2 separate regions of the Mus musculus genome follow, and region 1 is linked to region 2. A link is a contact called in public promoter capture Hi-C data. All regions are on one chromosome and are shown on one strand. Each heading gives the region's core, a stretch centred on a gene start, on an enhancer-like site or on the middle of the called end of the contact. The rest is flanking DNA. Distances are from core to core; before and after follow the strand shown.

The links. Promoter capture Hi-C pulls out the DNA fragments that hold promoters and counts their contacts.
Region 1: a contact with region 2 is called in a promoter capture Hi-C map of liver, with 2.4 times the contacts expected there. The contact joins the promoter of Kpna4 here to the promoter of Rsrc1 in region 2. A contact is called at or near these places in 2 of 39 promoter capture datasets (liver and pre-B cells).

The regions. Positions count from the first base shown.
Region 1 is chr3:69,125,407-69,128,723 of GRCm38.p6, reverse strand. It overlaps Kpna4 (karyopherin (importin) alpha 4), which reads left to right and starts at 1,632. Exons shown (of 17, transcript NM_008467.4): 1 at 1,632-1,992. The coding sequence starts at 1,924.
Region 2 is chr3:66,984,215-66,988,007 of GRCm38.p6, reverse strand. It overlaps Rsrc1 (arginine/serine-rich coiled-coil 1), which reads right to left and starts at 2,346. Exons shown (of 10, transcript NM_025822.4): 1 at 2,202-2,346.

The DNA.
Region 1 (3,317 bases), core at 383-2,882, 2.1 Mb before region 2:
CCAGCAGAAAGTATACAAAATACCAAAGACTTATTTGGAAGGCATTACTTTGTATCTAAAGGGTTGTTCCCACCATTCCATTATAAGTTATCTTCAAGAGGCTCCTATCCTGCAGTTCTCTTTATCCCCCATTCCCAAAAGAACTCAATCCTTTATCTTGTTGAACCCATTGTCTTTGTATTATACCTTACAAAAGCATCCTCCTTTGACTTTATATAAGGGGTTTATAAAATATTCGCATCCTAAACATTCATTTCTGCATGTGGTTCTGCCCAAACAAAATATACCAGAAAGAACCAGAAGCCAAATGTTCCCAAAGGGTTTTGTAATAGAGTTTTTTGCCAAGTTCAGACACATTTAGCTTTCCTCTTCCTTCTGACTCTGAACTGCCACTGCTTCACAAAAACCACACAATTTGGGGAACTAATAATTGATAAATGAACACACACATTTGTTTGTTTTTAGACAGGGTATTATGATGTAGCTCAGCTGGCCTCAAACTCATCTCCACCTGCCTTTGCTAGATTTAACGTGTGGATCACTATGCTCAGCTTAAATATAGTTTTGAAAACATGTCCTCACTCTCTTTTCTGAGCCTAGGGCCTCCAGCATAATTAGCTTCTTCCAATGAGTTGTATTTCTATTATTATTATTATTATTATTATTATTATTATTATTAATTTATCTTGAGATGAACCCGCAAGAGAAGAGGGGAAGTGTCACTAAACTGCTCGAAGTGGCTTTGGACTCTTGCTCTGGCTGGCCTTGCTCTTGGGCTACTTTAACAGCTCCTCCTCTTGCCCAGTAGCTACGATTACAAACCGAGTCACCGGCCCGGAGCGATTCTGAAAAATTTGAGAGGCTCTTTTGTACCTGTTTTACATCCGCCTTTGGTTACAATGTTCCTGGTTAAGAGGTTTCTTTGGGATTAACTTCCTTTATCAAGAGTCACAATGTTGCATTTGCTATGTCATGGCTCATAGTCGTCATTCTCTATAAATTAATACTTTGTGATCAAGCAGTTTAATTTCCCAAGAGAAACTGCTCAAAATGGGGGTATTAGGGAAGGACCAATTTTTCTCAAGTTTCTACCTGTTGCGAACCTTCTACCTTCCTTTTCCTACCGGGTCCCTCTAGCTTTCCCTTCAGTTTTCAGAATGCACATCACCGTAGTCAGTCCTAGCCACGATGCCGGGTCCTAGGTTGGTTCGCAGTTCCCAGAACAGGACTCAGGGTTTAGGACTTCACATGTAGCTTAGACACACCTCTTTGCCTTCCAAAGTGAATGAAGCGCTCAAGTAACACCGGGGGAGAAAAGAACGAAGTTCAGAACCCCAACATCTAAAGCCACCCCGGGAATCATCCCACCATAACCAGGACCACTACACCCTGCCCATCCCCGCCCGCTCCCGGATCTGCTGCTCTTCGGCTGCCTCGGGTTTCTCCCTCCGCGCGTGACCCCTCCCCTCCCAAGCTCCTGCGCCCCGTCCCTTTCCTGCCCCAGACTCTCCCTTCCCCTTTCCTTTCGCTCTTCCGTCCCCCGCTCTCCATCGTCCCTTTTGATTGGCTAAGCACTCCGGAGCCCGGCCGGCCAATCGGCGGACCGGGTTGGCGGCGATGGGCGTGGCCGTAAAGCCGGGCCCTCAGATCGAGGCTGCCTCCCCCTCTCAGCCGGCAGCACATTCCGCCGCCGTTGCCGCCGCCGCCGCTGGCCCCGCAGTCGTCTTCGCCAGAGCTGCTGTGGTACCCGAGCTCAGGGCAGGAGAGGCCAGCCAGGAAGCGGAGGCCCGGCGGGCGAGAGGAAGCGAGCGGACGGGCGGGCGACGCAGGCGGCGGCCGGCTTCCTGGGAGCGTCTGTGCGGCGCGGTGGTTGGGGCGGATCCCGCGGGGCCCGGGCGGGTGGGGAGAGTCGCCGGCCCGGCCATGGCGGACAACGAGAAATTGGACAACCAACGGCTCAAGAATTTTAAGAACAAAGGCCGTGACTTGGAGGTACAGTGGGGTCCGCGGCCTCCGGCCCCCGGCGGGACGCGGGGTGCGTACGGAGTCGGGCGGGCGCGGCGGCCGGCATGGCGCTGGGCGGGCGGGCGAGCGGCCGTGACGCGGGCGCCGCGCCGGGAAGTTTGTGCCGGGCCTGCTCCGCCTCCGCCGGCGACAGCGCCGGGGCCCGCCGGGTGCGGCCTAGGCCTGTCCTGTCGAGCCGGCCAGACACGGGTGAGGGCGGCGGGCATATCAGCCGCGGCGGAGGCCCCGCAGCGGCGGAAGCTCAGGCTCTGCTCGAGCCCCCGACGCCAAGCGTCGCGGGTGGAGGGCGATGGGGGAGCGAGCGGCGACCTCGGAACTTCTCCGGGCCCGAGACGCCTCCACATGCAGGTTTTCCTAATCGCCCCGACTCTGGTTTTACTTCAATGTCCAAACTACAGGAGTCAACTTCTCCGCTGGAGAAAAAGAAAGAAAGAAAGAAAGAAAGAAAGAAAAAAAAGCCACCCCCGCCGCGAGAGGCGGTCCTGGTGATGCTAAGCAGTGCCTTCCAGCGGCCTGGGTTTCAGTTTGGTCCTAGCTGATTCAAAGATGTGGCTCACGATGTGTCCCTTTCCAGTCAAAAGATCACCTGCCTCCACCGCCTTATTTGAGCTTGTCCACAGATCTTTTTACTCCTCTCTGAGAAGAGACCACCAGTTTGCATTCTTACATAGAAAAGTCCAAAGGGTTATACAAAGCTGTCATCCCCTAGTCTTCTCGGTATCCTTTCTCTCCACCTCCTGGTGGTGGTGGCAGTGAGGAATCCGGTAGGCTATGGACTGACACCATCACGTATTATTTTAAAGGGGGGAAGAAGGCTTCGTTGTCATAGACACAGTTGCTTCCAAGGTTCGATGTATTAAGCACACAGTTTCTTTCCATTGTGACTTTTTTTTTTAATATAGGGAATTTAAAAAAAAAGTCAAGCTTTTAGCTTCTTATCCCCTTTTATGTTCTGGTAACTTCTTCAGACTGCTGTGGTCGGTTCCTGAATTTGAGCATTTTCGGGATAGAGATGGCAACTTTTGTTGACTTTTCCCAATGCCAGTCAGTCTTTTAATGTAGTTTATCCTCTTTTAGCTTATTGCAGTCGTTAGAAGAACTGTATGTCCCAGGGTGTGTGTTGCTATTTAGAGATTGTTTGAAAGTTAAGGATGCTTATCTTTGTGATCATTTTTTATAGTGGAAGAAATTTAAAAAAAAAAATTTTTTTTTAGATTTGTGTATAGGGGTGTTTTGTCTGGATGTGTGTGTATGTGCATCATGTGTGTGCCCTGTGGCCAGGGAGCCCATCC
Region 2 (3,793 bases), core at 1,097-3,596:
GGTACATGCCCCCTCCTCAATAAAAGGTAGAAAAGTAAAATGGCCGAGTGTGGTGGCACATGCCTACAATCTCATCAGGCTACACAGCAAGTTCAAGATCACCCTTGGGCTGCCAGAGACACTGGAAAAAACAAAACAAAACAAAACAAAAAGTAAAACTAGGGTGAACACTATTTAACATACTATGGAATCCAGAAACAGAGAACCATCCAAAGGAATTGTAAGAACAGAGGCAAAAATTCAGATATAACAAGGCAAAATTCAAAAGAAAAAGAATTCTGTCAAAACACCACTGTTAAGACTGACATATGATGAACTCAGACGCTATGACACATGTACAGGGCCCACACAGGTCCAAACCAGAAAGGATACCAGCATCGAGGTTGGAGTGCTCCAGAAGCGCTCCCATCCCCAACAAGAAGTCATCTCCAATCAACAATTGCTGGAAAAGGAACAATTAGTTCCCAAGGGTACACAAACCACACTTAAGGGCAGGCTCCATCTCCTGCAGTAGATGGCCAACATAAAACAAACACAGAGATCTTTTTGGAAACTTTTTTTTTTTTTTCTCATATTGCTTTGTTTGGTCATTTTTGTAAACCATACCGATCTTTTGCTTGTATATTATGGTTTGTGTGTGTGTACACATTTCTCATGCTTTCTTAGTTTCCTTTTTCTTTATTTGTTAGTTTGGGAGATGAGGGAAAACCATCATCAGAATATATTGTATACAGCCGGGCGTGGTGGCACACGCCTTTGATCCCAGCACTCGGGAGGCAGAGGCAGGAGGATTTCTGAGTTCGAGGCCAGCCTGGTCTACAGAGTGAGTCCAGGACAGCCAGGGCTATACAGAGAAACCCTGTCTGGAAAAACAAAGAACAAAAAACAGAATGTATCGTATACAAATAACATTATTTTCAATTAGAAAAAAAACTACTGTTGCAACAACGTTCTGTAGATTATTTAGTGTCTCTTTTTAAACTAACAAATCACAGGACTTCCTTCCCATATTCTGGGAGTGAAACCAGAAGAAAGTTATCTGTAAATGCACTACAACAACCCTATGACAACCAATTCACATCACAACTCTCCACGCTGAATATGTAGAGACTGGGTCATCGAGGCCAATTAACAGACAAGTGCCAGCTGCCTTTGTCTTTTTCAGCTTCAGACATTTTTAGCCTTCTTATTGAACATACAGTCATAAAGTGCTACCACTTAGCAAGAAATCTCCTTTGTCTGCAAAGAAAGTGAATATTCATAAACTCTAAGACTGGAGAAGCTCTCAAAGGAGAGCTGCTTTCCCCACATGGTTGTACCTGTCACATCTGCTCCACTCCTTAAAACCTGAAAACTCTACGTAGCTACTTCACTGGGAGCTTTTACATCTAAGTTCAAAGATGACAACTCGAATACCTTCATATGCCAGCACATGATGTGTGAATTTATTTAACAACCTAGTACTTAGTAGGGACAAAACTGGGCTGCTGGCAAATCTAGAGCTTTCCCCCCCCCCTCAATAAACATTTTAAATACAACTCAGAAATTACATTAATAATAACCTAAAATCGAGGGCAGACAACATCCATTGTAACTCCTGAGAAAGGTGAATGAGTTCAGGAGTTAACTATCTGGTCACATGACCAAAAGTCTAGAAGGTAAATTCACAGACTGTTTAAAGTGATGTGTGTATATGTCAAGACAGGAAGGGTCTGTCTAACCATGTATTCTCTCTCCAGCCAACAAGCATCCGATAGACAGGAGAAGGGGTGGGGATTCCGTGCACACTTAGCCACAGCCTCCCCCTCGCTCCGACTACCTGGAGGAGGTGAGAGTGAACCTGGCTAAAAAGGAAGGACAACTGGGAATCCGAGGAACGGCGATCGAGGACCCGCGGGACCCGCGGACTGGGGGCTACCTCTCCACATCAACTCCACACTGTAGGCCAAGCCTGGGGCCTGCGGCCGCTCGCCACCCGCGACCACTCCGGCGACCCCCTCGCCCAGAGCCAGCAGGCTGGGACCCTGCAAGGTGCGGGGCGCATGCGCACGGCTACAAACCGCACGCCGCGGGCCCAGGCCCAACCCTCGGCGAGCTCCTGGCCACAGACTGCGCCAGGCCCCACGCCGCCTCCCGCAGAGCTGGGCCTCGCTACGCCTCCTTCGCGGGCGCCGCCCCCAAGCTCTGGACGCCGGCATCACCTGGCTCGACCTTCGGGTTCGCACCTCCCGACGTGGGGACCTGGAACCCCCTCTTCTAACCACGGCGCCACCGGCGTCCTCAGAACTTGCTTCAATTTAAGCTCAGCGCCTTCCTGGTTCCAGCACCAGGCAGCTTCAGCCGAGCTGTCGAGTGCGTCGATGCAGGCTGCTGGACCATTAGGAATGCCGAGCGAGTGGATTGTCATGCCGCCAATTTTTTGTTTAATGTTTGTTTTGCGTGTTTGCATAATTGGATTTTCTTATTCTCCAAAAGCAATAAAGGTGGTACTATGGGATGTTACTGCCTTAGTATTCGCCGTTATCGTCACAGATAATCAGCAAACATCTACATCGTAAGAAGTTATGTTTAAGACATCCGCGTAGAGCAAAATTGGTTAGTTCCTGTTGAGCGAGGTGGAAATTCGCCCAACAATAATAAATCATGGGAGTGTGTCTGCATAGAGTCGTGTGTGATTAAACTGTAATGATTTATTTGCAAAAAAATACATTAAAATCGGTGGGTTTTTTTTTTTTTTCCTGCCATGAAGGTGAAGGCATTCACGGATTGGAAGCAATTAGTTTCTCCTATTAAAGAAACTGTTAGATAGGAGGAAGAAATCTGCCCGATAGGAGAAGGTTCCTCTAGAAGAGAAAGTAAATGGGTAGATTTATAAGAAAGAAAGAAAGAAAGAAAGAAAGAAAGAAAGAAGCTTCTATTACCGAAATTAAAGAAACGTGGCATTTTCTGTAATATACAATATTTTCCTTGTATGACTTTTCTTTCATGATTTAGTATAAGGAAACAAAAATGAGGAGATATATAAAATATTAACTTGGATTCAGGCCTACTGTTAGCTAGATACTAAGGTTCAGATTTCCACAGAGATTTGAGATGGAACTCACTTCCAGTATAGGTTTATTCCTGGAAAGTAACTGGACCTTAACTAGCCAGTTTTGAGGGACTCTTTTAAAACAAAACCACAACACTACATGTTTGTTTTAAATAATTCAAAAACTGGGGGAACTCTTGGGGGGGGGGGGTCCTGATTATTTTTGTATCTGTCCATAGGCTGTCTCCTGAGTTTTAAAGTCAATGTTCCTTTCAAAACTTTGACAAAGTAAAATAAAATAAAATAAAATAAAATAAAGGCTTTGAAATGTCTTTTCTCAGGAAAATATTTGCTGTTTGGTGAAACATCATACTTCATAGCTTTTATTAATACAATTTCCAAACTTTTAATTTCTTAAAACTGAAACTTCCTAAAAGAGGGACTATTGGGGATGGCGAGGAAGGGAATGGGGGGGGGGATATAAGAGGCTAACAGAAGAGGTGTATGTTTCCATATGTGAAAAGTTCATAAAGAAAACCATACAATTATATGCTAATAAAAATTTTAAATTAAACTTCCTTTACACAAATGGGAGTCAGACACTGGAGATTTATCATTGCTTCATCTACCACCCCTATAGTTAGAATGAGTCAAGAAGATGAAATAATAGAGAAATCTATTGGTTCAAATTACAGGATAGTCATGCCTGATCTTTCTCTGGTTACCTTTAAAGTGGTCATCCTTCTAGTACAGAAGATGGCA